2 separate regions of the Drosophila melanogaster genome follow, and region 1 is linked to region 2. A link is a contact called in public Hi-C data. All regions are on one chromosome and are shown on one strand. The core of a region is the stretch at or near the end of the contact, and the rest is flanking DNA. Distances in the headings are between cores, read along the strand shown.

Region 1 (5,544 bases), core at 1,532-4,031, 360 kb after region 2:
TACTTAAATAATTGCTTTTTACAATTGAATTCCCCTTTATGGCCTGTGCGCATTTTGAAGTCCTTGGCATGTTTAAATTCAGAGACTTTGGCAAAAGTCGCGGGCTAACATTCATTAAATCCTAATTTGCCGAGGATTACGAGCAGATACTCGCATATGTGGAATGTTTGCCCCAGAATAAAACACTCACTCACAACATCGAGCCAAATGTATGTATGAATATGCAGAGCAATTTGCACATTTGACCCAACGCCCACAGCAAAAATTTCCCAATTATTTCTGCTTGTTTTTTTGTCGCTTTGCTGGGCTTGCGATTTTTTATTTTGGGCAAAGTCATGTCTTGCGGAATTTTAGTATCGCGGCAAGGATGAGAAGGATGCGCCACAGTTGCGCAATTATAGCTTCGCCACAGAAATTTTATTTACGTAAATTTTATTTCAATTTATTTTCCTTCCCGCCTGCCTGCCATTCCTTGCATTTGTTTTTCGCGAGTTCTTTGCATTTACTTTGCCTTTATGAATTTTAATGAACATTTTTTCAGTTGCTCGTTTGCTATGCAAAAAAAAAACCAAACTAAAACAGAAGACCTGCAATTGCTGGGACCAAATTTAGACACTTCAAATGCTCAATGCAAATGTCATTCCATTTGGCCAGGATGTCTGTGCCTCCATTTCTCCATTTCTGTTGATTTCGCTACATATGCAGTTTTTCTTCCTCATGCTGCGGCAAATTCCAGCTTGCTGAGCGTTGCCAACTTGCCCAATGTGCCAACTGTGGAGCCCTTTGTTAGCCCTGCTAAATATTCGTTAACGTGGCGAGCAAATTTCGTTGGCAAACAGAGTTCCGTTTTGGCGTCCGCGAAGTCCCTGCTCTCTATAAAATTCAAATTTACATATTTGCACATCTAAATCGCAGTGAATTCGCATTGTTTGCCAAGGCTGCAAGTTTGAAAGACTTTGAAAGGCGGGGCGAAACTCGAAGGCTTACTTTGTCACAGGAGCAAATTCAGGAGAAAGCTCGAAAATTATTTGGGTAACTTTTGGCAGCAAACAATGTGGAAAAGGTAAAGGGATAAAACGTGCTATTAAAGTTTAAAAACGTGTTTGCACAAGGTGTACAATTAAAGGAAAAATGTAACCTAAACATGTAATGCTGACCCGATGACCCACTATTATAAAATTAATGTGAGGCCAAAGGATAAGCAACATATTGTGAAAAATAATATATTCAAAGCAAAATGTATAAAAACACATAGTATTTTCAAAGCTATATGTACATTTTCGCTTAATAATTTCTAATATCAAATGCTGTTCAAATTGGAATTATTCTTTTGAATTTGTTTGTGTCATTAAATGCAGTTCATTTAAAGCGTTCAATATTTTTTGGTAATAAATAAAAGCGCAGTTGAAAAGAGCATATTTCATGATCGCCAACTATTTCTTAATTAAAATATGTTTTCAATGACATTTAATTTACATACATTCTCATATTTATTTCGGGCACTTAATGAATTGCTAACATAAATTGCGGGATTTGCAGCAACTATTTTAATTTAATTAATAGGAGTGAAAAATGTGCGCGACTAAAAGGAAAGAGCATAGAGAAAAAAGTCATCTGCGGCCAATTGAAATGCGGGTGGGCAAACGTGGCGTATGATTAATATGCATTTTCAAAAAAAAAACAGAAAAAGGCAGAAGAATTTGTGTTTTTTATTTATGACTGAACGTTGAACTTTCCGCTAAAGTCAACGAAGCTCACACACAACAACTGCCACTCTGGGGGATTTGGGTTAATAGCCAGTGAAGGGGGCGTGGCAAGTCTGGAGGCAGTGGAAAAACAGTGGAAAACAGCGCCCACCTGCAACCCACAGGACAAAAAGGTGACCGAGTGTACGTGCAATGCTCACGAAATAATGGCAAAAGGTTTTTGTGTCGTTGTTATATTTTTTTCCGCCTAGAAGGGCAGAAAAACAGTAGTAACAATATGTAGATGGAGGCAGGTGGGCAAGAACAGGTAGCGGGGCAATTGTTGAGGCAGCTTAACAGTCTGACACGCACTGAGACTGTGACCGAGATGAAAATAAGATTCAAATGAAAGCTACACAATAAAAAACAATGACAAAGAAAACTCTCAAAAGGAGAACGAATTTCCAGGCAAAACGAACAGGTGTGAATTGCGGACCAGAACTTATGAGCAATATGGAGTGCTCAAACTATTGGATTAATTTTATTGAAAAATGTTTGCAAAACATTCTGAAAGTTGATTTAAGCTGACACATTTTAGTGCTACTCCGTTTGCATATAAAAAAACCCGAAAGGATGATAGTTGAGGCAGCAGATCCCCAAGCGCATAACGAACTGAAAAAGATGCTTTGCATACGAAATACAAAGGCTGACATAAAAAGAAACAGCCGCAATGAGACGGACGAGAAGCAGAAACAATAAACGTATCACAGGTCACCAAAAAAACCTAAACAAAAAAGCAACGGCAATTGTCGGGGAAAGGGGAAAAACCGACGAAGCTGAGCCAAAACCTGGAGCAGCAAACCCACAAGCCGTAAACTTGAGCCGCCTACAGAGTCCAGGAACGGACAAAAAGGATTATAAGCGCAGGGATGGATAAAAAAAAGTGGCAAGGTAAAGGGAAATTCGGCAGCCTCTCTGCGTCCAGAAGTGAATTAAAGCTGACACAAAAGGATTCGGCTTTGGAGCAGGGTGGCTAGTGGATGGCTTGGCCTCAGAGCTCACCCGGGTCCTCATATGTGGGTGTCTAATAATATGGTACTACCACTGGCAGCAGCCACAGCCACAGCCACAGAAGTTTGGTCGAGACGAGATAGCCATGCAGCCAGGGAAGCCAGAGCATTTAACTTCGGTTTCGGTTTAGTGGGGTTTTTGTTCTTTTTTCCCCGAATCCTTTTGGCGTTTGCTGTCAGCAGCTTTTGGGGGACAGCTGGGAGGAAAAGAGTCGCCATATCGATTTCCCCTCGAATCTTTTTGGCCAGGAGTCTCTGGCAACCACCGCTTGCTAACCTGGTTTGTTACCTGATTATACACAATCGCATGTGTGTGTGTGCGTGTGTGTGTGTGTGTAGAGATGTATGTGCTGGGTCCCGAGTCCTGTCTATTTGCTCAGTGCAGCGTAAACTCTGCAGATAAGTCAAAACCAAGTGCAGCCAAGTTAATATTGCATGCGGATAAATTGGAGCTTATATTCCAGCTGCTCGTTACAACTCCCCTCTCTTCTTGATCGTTGCCTTTGGCTTTATGCATTTCTGATTCCAGATTTTGCAGTCTGCATCTGATGGCTCAAGCTTTAGTTGTTATACTCGGCAGTCGTAAAAATGTAGGGGTATATGATGTTTAGAAATAAACTGTTGGCCATCTTTCATACATGTAAATGTATGCGTATACAACTTATTGAATAATGCAATAGCCTTTTGCTCAATAGTCACTTATACAGATTTTCGTTTCTTTAAACGCCATGTAACACAAATCTTTTTAAATATAATGGGTGTGCCTGCGTCGATTCAAACTTTCTTGTTTGTTTGGCTCATCTAAGCATCTCAGAAACTTAGTCATATTTGGATGAAACTTGCAAAAGTAAGCAAAAGCAAAGTTTTGAAGGGGATAAGTGAAAGGAAATGGGAAAAAAATATTTTCGAGTTTAAACAGAGCGGTCGCCAAACTTCTTCAAAGAAACTTATGAGCCATTCATGACAAAATCTTTTGAAAATCTTCAACATAGGATAAATAACACATATAATATTTCTCTATTTCAATAAAGAAAGCAAACATATAAAGAAAACGTATATAGTATATATACCAGAATTCCCCCCATTTCAAACTTTCCATATCTAAAGCACCTGATATATGTTAACCATAAATAAGTTTATTCAATTTATCAAACAAGCTTACAAGCTTTAAATACCACTTTCCGCATAAAAAGGTTTAAATTAATCCCTCATCAACATTCTCTTAAATCCATCATTTTCCCATTTTACGTTTTCCAGTTGACCCGGAAACAGAGTTTCATTTCCCCCACCCTTTTCTCATCGTATTCCGAATTCCCCCTTAACTGGCAAAAGAAATGTTTATAGAACATTTGCTCTGACACATCGCTCAAGATGATATAACAAGGAATAAAAATAATCGAATAAATAAGCAACGTGGGGAGCAGCCAAACAGCCTGATATAGCCAAATCGAATTCCAGTTCCCCAACTTTGACATCCAGTAACTCCAGCTCGATGCTTACGGCTCAGAGTTTGGTCATAAAGGATTTACACGGATGTTAACACGGCCCGACTAAAATATGTAAAATGCTACAATGGCAGTTTCAACAGCAGCAGCTGGATGAGGATGATGATGGTCCCTGTTTAAATTTTCTGTCATTTTGTTTTCCAAAATGGGGAATGGGAAATGGGAGCTGGGTTATGGCTGTCAGTAATGCTTGAACGCCCCTTGTGAGCACCACTTGACAGGTTTTCCCCCAGCGGCTGTATTTTTTCCAGGGATGAGGGGTCTTGGCCCGGCCAGGACGAACATTCGTCACTGGTGGGCCGACATCACTTGGTGATGTGTTTATTATGTGCCTCTAATATATTTATGAGGCGTCTTATAAACGCATTTTTATTTTATTCACATGGCCTGTCTCGCTTTTTCCTGCTCCGCAAACAATCAAAACACATCCACCAAAAAATAAAAGGAATAAGGCAAACAACACCCGTAGGTATTTTTTCTTATTTAGAAAAAATGCTTTCAAATTCATGCAGACATTTTTTTTGCCGTATTGGGCCAAGGAAATGATGCGCATAATATCCTTATGAATTTATATGGCGAAAATTATTTTGGGAAGTGTCTCGAGTGGCTCAATCAAGTGAATTTCCGCAGCAGCCTTAGTGAAAATTTCGATTTTTATTAAAGACCTTTTGGGGAATTATGCGGTTTACTTGAATTGCCCAAACAGCAGTTCCCGGCTCTTTAAGCCCACTCAACACAGTTTTATGGCTGCTGCCATAAATTAACCCATCTAAGGCATAATTATATGGAGAAACCATGGCGAAGCTTAGTTAGAGCTGCCATTCAGCAGCAGGAAGTGGGCGTGCATTTTTAACCAGCCATATCTTCCCCCTTCTTCAATTCCAAGAGCTTTTGGTCAGGTCAAGCCGAGCATGGCATTTACTTAATTGGCGCTTTAAACTGCAAAATGCAGTCACTGCCAGGGCATATGTATATATACGAACGCGTATAGCGTATAGCGTATAGCGGCACACACGTAAGCTCTTGTAGATGTATTAGTTCTGGCCATGTCGTGACTTAGCAAGGACAAGCAGCGGAAATGTGAAAAATGAGCCAACAAAAGCGCGTCGGAAAGGCAGGCAGCAAAGCACTCTCACACAGGACGAGTACATAGCATATACGAGTGCGAGTAGTAATCTCGCATACGTGTATTTATAGCTACTGGCGTATAAAAGCCATAAGCTGCATTTGTTGGTCCGCAGCGACGAAGCCTTTTGCCGTGGCTAATGGTCGTGGCCAGAAAGC
Region 2 (6,073 bases), core at 916-3,415:
TTGGAGCAAGAGCCGGAAGCCGAGTGGACCGAGGAGGAGGAGTCGGTGTACCAGAACCTAGAGCTGGTCCCATCAACGCCACCACAGCCTCCCTGTCGCCAGCCTCAGCCTCAGCCCCATACCCATACCCATACCCATACCCATTTCCATTCCCATCACCATCATCGCCATCAGCCACTCCACTGCCATCTATTGTCCAGCGGTGGCGGCGACAACAACAGCGATAGCGATAGCGAAAGGGACGACGAAGGCGGCGGCAACAAAATGACTTTCGTTAACAAGCTGAGCAAAAGCTTCCGCTGGCTGCGCTGCTCGACATTGTGCGCAATTTTGTTTTATATGTTCTTCATTGGCCTGATCCTGCACAGCACCAGCCAGAAGTTGCAGCAGCAGCTAAAGGAGCAGGGAACCAGCAGTAGCAGCAGCAGCAGCAGCAGCAGTAGCAGTAGCAGCAGCAGTAGCAGCAGCAGTAGCACGCAGGCAGACACAAAAATGGCGCCCAACGTGGGGCATAATGGCGCCCAACGTTGGCCGAATACGCTGCAGGAACTGGAGCAGCAGCAACAAAAACACGAGCAAAGCATGAGACTCCAGCCTGTGGCAAACAATTTGGATTCGAGGAACGAGAATAACCATCGCCAACCCCATCCACAGTCGCAAAAAGTGCAAAATGCCAGCAAATCCCCTAACCAGCCAGAAACAGTTATTTTAGCGGCCAGCAATGTGAATGAGAAGCAAATACTGGCAAAAGCTTTCAAACGGTAAGTTTTCCCCCATTCGCCTCTGAGTTATGGCCTTGGCAATTCTGGGCCTCGGTTTGTTCGGTTTGTTCGGTTTGTTCGGTTGATAATTTGGCACTAGTTCGCTGGCTCCTTTATTGTTGCGCCGGACGATGTTGCCTGCGGCTTTTATCGCCCCAACACTCTGACTCCTCCCAAAGAACCAACCCTCCCCTCCCCGCATTCAGTGCCCTTCTCCATAACTGTGTGTACGACAAATTGTAAAAATTAGTGGCAATAGCAACAGCAGCTGGAATTGATGGATGCTCAGTCGCTGGCAAGGTTGGTTGGGTCAGATTCGATCAATAAGGACACGGTATGAGATTTGTTCACTGCCATGGTTTTGATTCATTCCAAGCAATCAGAGTAATCGAGTTACAAGCTTGCCGCAAAGCGAAGATAATAAACGTTGATTGAAAAGTTTACTTGTCTAGTATTGAATTAAATGAGTCCCAAGTGGGTTAGAGAATCCAAGGACACGGGCAATGTTTTATCAGGAGCCTTATGCATGTATTTAATAATCACCATATTTAATAACCCCTTTGCCACCAGGCTTTTGCCATCTTGTAATTGGTTTGCCGGAAGGCCTCCAGATTTCTATCCGGCTGACTTGCACTATTCGCCTAATTACTTAAACATGGTATATAAAACGTTCTCGGCTCCTGCACAAGCGATTAGGCAATTGGCCAATTACTTGGCTTCACTAGAGGTCGTAATAGATTACTTGATGGCTGCCAGTGTTTTTGGGGCGAGAGGTGGTCAGACGGAAACTGAAAAGTTTCCAGTCATGGTCCTGAGCGAAATTGCAATTTGATGCTCTGGGGTTTTTTGGGGGTAATCAAGCAGTCAGTATGCCAGGAATTTCCCAAACCAAAATCCAACAGCAATGGGAAAATACGAAAATAAAACTTGAGGTGTTGAAAAGAATTTCAGAGAAAATACATTTTTGAGGGGGGGCAAATAACGGATGGAAATCAAACTGTCACTGCAGATTCATATTTATTCGACTTCTTGGTTGCCAAAACTTTTGGCCTCCTTTAGCCAGTGAAAGCAGTCAAAGTTGCGGTTGGTAAACTTGAAACGTCTTTTGGCAAAACTCATTTCAATTCAATAAATAATAAAACAGAAATTCCCCCTGCTGTTGCGATTTCCAAATTTTAAAGATGTCCGACTGGGACCTTGAGCCGTTTAACTCTTTGGGTCTGCAAATTCCAGCTGAACTATCCTGCTGCTAATGAGAGTTTATGTAAGTTCAATTAAGTCTGAGGCAAAGTGAATGATAGAATTTGTGGGCTTCGATTGACAGTTGGTTAAAGTGCGGATACTCTGTGCTCTTACGTGGTAATTAAAACCAAATGGATCGATTTACCTATGCTATTAGTATAAAGCAGCAACAATTAATCTGTGTAGAACACAAATTTATATTCAAAATTATTATTGAATCATACTTCAAGGTGGTAAGTGTGTGTGTTATCCTTTCTCATTGCATGGCTCTTAAGTACTGTACTGCTTTCACCTCATTGCATTTTCAGTTTGGCCCAAGGCCATGGGCACTGGGGCACCTCCGCCCACCTTTCAGTTTCTAACGACCTTCGGCTGATGCGATAACCAGTTAAAACCCCTAAAGGCAGCCACCAGAAAGCTGTCCATCAGGAGAGCAGTGGCTGTGCAGCGGTGTCCATCAGTAAACGTAAACGGGGGAGAGCTTAAAGCAAATACGAATTCGGAGGAGGTTATCCGACACCAGAGTTTTTCAAAACTCCGTGCGGCAGTTGGTCAGAAATCTCTCGAGGGTATTTCACTTAGCCTGGTGGCCAGAAATCCGGTTTCAGCAGTGTCCGTATTTGTTTATAGACAAATGGCGACTGCGTGCTTATATGGCCGCACGTATTTGCAGAGCATTTATTAATATTTGACGAATGATAACATTTAAAACCATCGACACCCGAGGGAGTCCGGAATTTATTCGATTTTCTGCTCGAACGAAATTAACAATATTTGCATAGCATTTGTTGCGCCGCATATTTGCAATTTGTTTAAGCCAGACCAAAATAGATGCAGATATACAATATATATAGAATTACGAACAATTCTCGGACAATCGAGCTTAAATCAATCAAGTATCGAGTTCAAATTCCGGCAGAGAGCAATTAAAGTGAAACAGGAGCGGACACTAAATGGCTTTTGTGGCGCGGCAAATATTCGGATCTTTAAGGTCCCTCGGGGGCGAAGTGAGTTATGTGGGGATTTTCACATGTCGCCTTCGCATTAAATTGCAATTAAACTGACCAGAAAATGTTGTGATAATTGCGTTGCTGCCTGAAATTAATAGCCATCATTTGGCGAAAGTCCCGACCCCAAACCCTCGAACTTGGCGACTTCTGCCTCCTCCCCCCCCCCCCCCCCCGTGGACCGTAAATGTAAATTCCATTTTAATAATGCGGCTGCACCCGCTCACGGTCTGACTAAGTCAGCGAAAGCAAAACCGCTAGCAATAAACGGTACTGCTGCACTGCCAGCAAAACAAAACGAAAACGTAAACAAAAAAGCTGGGTCGACCTGGCAGACTGGAATGGACCGCTACATTACAATAAAGCGAAAGCTCAGCCCGGAAAATTCAGATTTGGGAAACAAGCCGAAAAATACACGCGATAACTCTACCTTGATCAAAAATGTAGCCCCTGCAAATACCAACAGATTTGCCTTGCTGGTAGATACCGCTGAGGACGTGCCGCTGGGATCCGTTGATATCGAACCGAAGAAAACAAAGCCTCCGCCAATATACATCCGCGAGAAGAGCACAAGCCGTCTTGTAACTACTTTGATTGGCCTTATTGGGAAAGATAGCTTTCATATAACTCCCCTCGTAAGAGGTTCTATCAACGAAATCAAACTTCAGACGAAAACGGAGGACGACTACAGAAAAGTCACAAACTATTTTACCGCACAAAAAATAGGCTTCTACACCTACCAGCTTAAAAGCAGCAAGGGCCTGCAAGTAGTCCTGAAGGGCATTGAGTCTGATGTTACGCCCGAAGAGATAACTGAGGCGCTAAAGGAAAAGGGATTTTACGCCAAAAACGTGTTCAATATCAAAAACAGAAACAGGCAGCCCCAACCACTCTTCAAGATTGAGCTTGAACCAGAAAACAAGCCTCCTAGAAAAAACGAGGTTCACCCAATTTACAAACTCCAGCTCCTTTTGCACCGTAGGATCACGGTAGAAGAGCCGCACAAACGCAACGCTCCTGTACAATGTACAAACTGCCAAGAGTATGGCCACACGAGGTCATATTGTACACTTCGCCCGGTGTGCGTAGTCTGTGGAGATCTCCACGACTCCAAACAGTGTCAAATTAACAAAGAAAATGCATGCGAGAAAAAATGTAATAACTGCGGGGGCAATCACACAGCAAACTACAGAGGCTGTCCAATCTACAAAGAGCTGAAAATCCGTCTTCACAAAAGAATGAACACGGCGCGGGCACACCAAGGATCAGCTACCCTGATACCATCAGAGACAAATCCTGAAGTAATTTTCTCGAAAGCAGCTAGTTTCGCTCCCTGGCCTACATTCAACACTAACAAGACAACATTTGCTAACGTTTTAAAATCAGGTATGACGCCTCCAACCCAAAACTCCCGAACTCCACATGAAGTGCACACAAAATTAGACACACAACAAAACTATCACCCAGCTGCGCAGCAGGAAACAAAAACTGAAGCTATGATGCAAGCCTTACAACAGAGCATGATGGAATTTATGACATTTATGAAGACCACCATTCAAGACATGATGCGTAATCAAAACCTTTTGATACAAATGCTTGTAGCCCAACAATCAAATAAATAATGGCTACCTTACGCATAGCTACGTGGAACGCCAATGGCGTCTCACAGCGCAAACTTGAGCTAGCTCAATTCCTACATGAGAAGCATATCGACGTAATGCTTCTTTCGGAAACTCATCTCACAAGCAAATACAATTTTCAAATAAGAGACTACCATTTCTACGGTACAAATCATCCCGACGGAAAAGCACACGGTGGCACCGCCATACTCATAAGGAACCGTATGAAGCACCACTTTTACAAAGAATTTGCGGAAAATCATCTTCAGGCCACATCTATCAACATTCAGCTGGATGACAACACTCTCCTTACACTAGCGGCCGTATACTGCCCCCCCCGTTTCACAGTATTAGAAGCTCAATTCCTGGATTTCTTCCAAGCACTAGGGCCACACTTCATTGCAGCAGGCGACTACAACGCTAAACATACTCACTGGGGATCGCGACTTGTGAACCCAAAAGGAAAACAGCTTTATAAGACGATAATAAAAGCCACTAATAAACTTGACCATGTTTCCCCCGGGAGTCCTACATACTGGCCATCAGACCTCAATAAGCTGCCAGACCTGATCGACTTCGCAGTTACGAAAAATATTTCCCGCAGTTTGGTTAAAGCTGAATGTCTGCCGGATCTCTCATCTGATCACTCGCCTGTACTAATTCACCTCCGCCGATACGCAGAAAACGTGAAACCACCAACCAGACTGACCTCTAGCAAAACAAACTGGCTCAGGTATAAAAAATATATAAGTTCACATATTGAGCTAAGCCCAAAACTCAATACTGAATCTGATATAGAGAGCTGCACGTGTGCATTGCAATCCATCCTTACTGCAGCAGCTCTTACTGCAACACCCAAAATAACAAATAATACAATTAATTCAAAAAAGACCAACGTACAAATCGAGCAACTCGTCCACGTAAAACGTCGCTTACGCAGAGAATGGCAATCTTCCAGATCCCCAACTGCAAAACAAAAGCTAAAAGTAGCCACACGGAAACTGGCCAACGCTCTGAAACAAGAAGAGGACGACGATCAGCGCCGATACATAGAGCAACTCACACCAACAGGCACAAAACAAAAGTCACTGTGGCGAGCCCACTCAACTCTTCGCCCACCGACTGAAACCGTTTTGCCGATAAGGAATTCATCAGGTGGCTGGGCCCGTAGTGATGAAGACAGAGCCAACACATTTGCCGCTCACCTACAAAATGTGTTCACGCCAAACCAGGCTACTAGCACATTCGCGCTACCGTCCTATCCCGTAAACCGCCATCAGCAACACACCCCAATTGTGTTTCGTCCTAAAGAAATAACTAAAATAATCAAAGACAATCTCAGCCCGAAAAAATCCCCCGGCTACGACCTTATAACACCGGAAATGATCATCCAGCTGCCACATTCTGCAGTTCGCTACATAACCAAGCTCTTTAATGCCATCAC

What was found. Hi-C and Micro-C count contacts between places; a contact is called where the count stands out from the background.
Region 1: a Hi-C map of the Kc167 cell line shows a contact between it and region 2, with 1.7 times the contacts expected there. A contact is called at or near these places in 6 of 107 Hi-C or Micro-C datasets (the Kc167 cell line, the ML-DmBG3-c2 cell line, the S2 cell line and 2 more).

Annotation. Positions count from the first base shown.
Region 1 is chr3R:19,547,555-19,553,098 of dm6, forward strand. All of the region lies in intron 19 of Dys (Dystrophin), which reads left to right. Among named protein-coding and RNA genes, the nearest start is that of snoRNA:Me18S-A1374, 36 kb to the right of the region's middle.
Region 2 is chr3R:19,189,816-19,195,888 of dm6, forward strand. lncRNA:CR46039 (long non-coding RNA:CR46039) reads left to right here and starts at 2,166. Exons shown (of 2, transcript NR_133419.1): 1 at 2,166-2,236; 2 at 2,312-3,213. It overlaps myd (mayday), which reads left to right. Exons shown (of 4, transcript NM_169851.2): 2 at 1-761. The coding sequence starts at 265.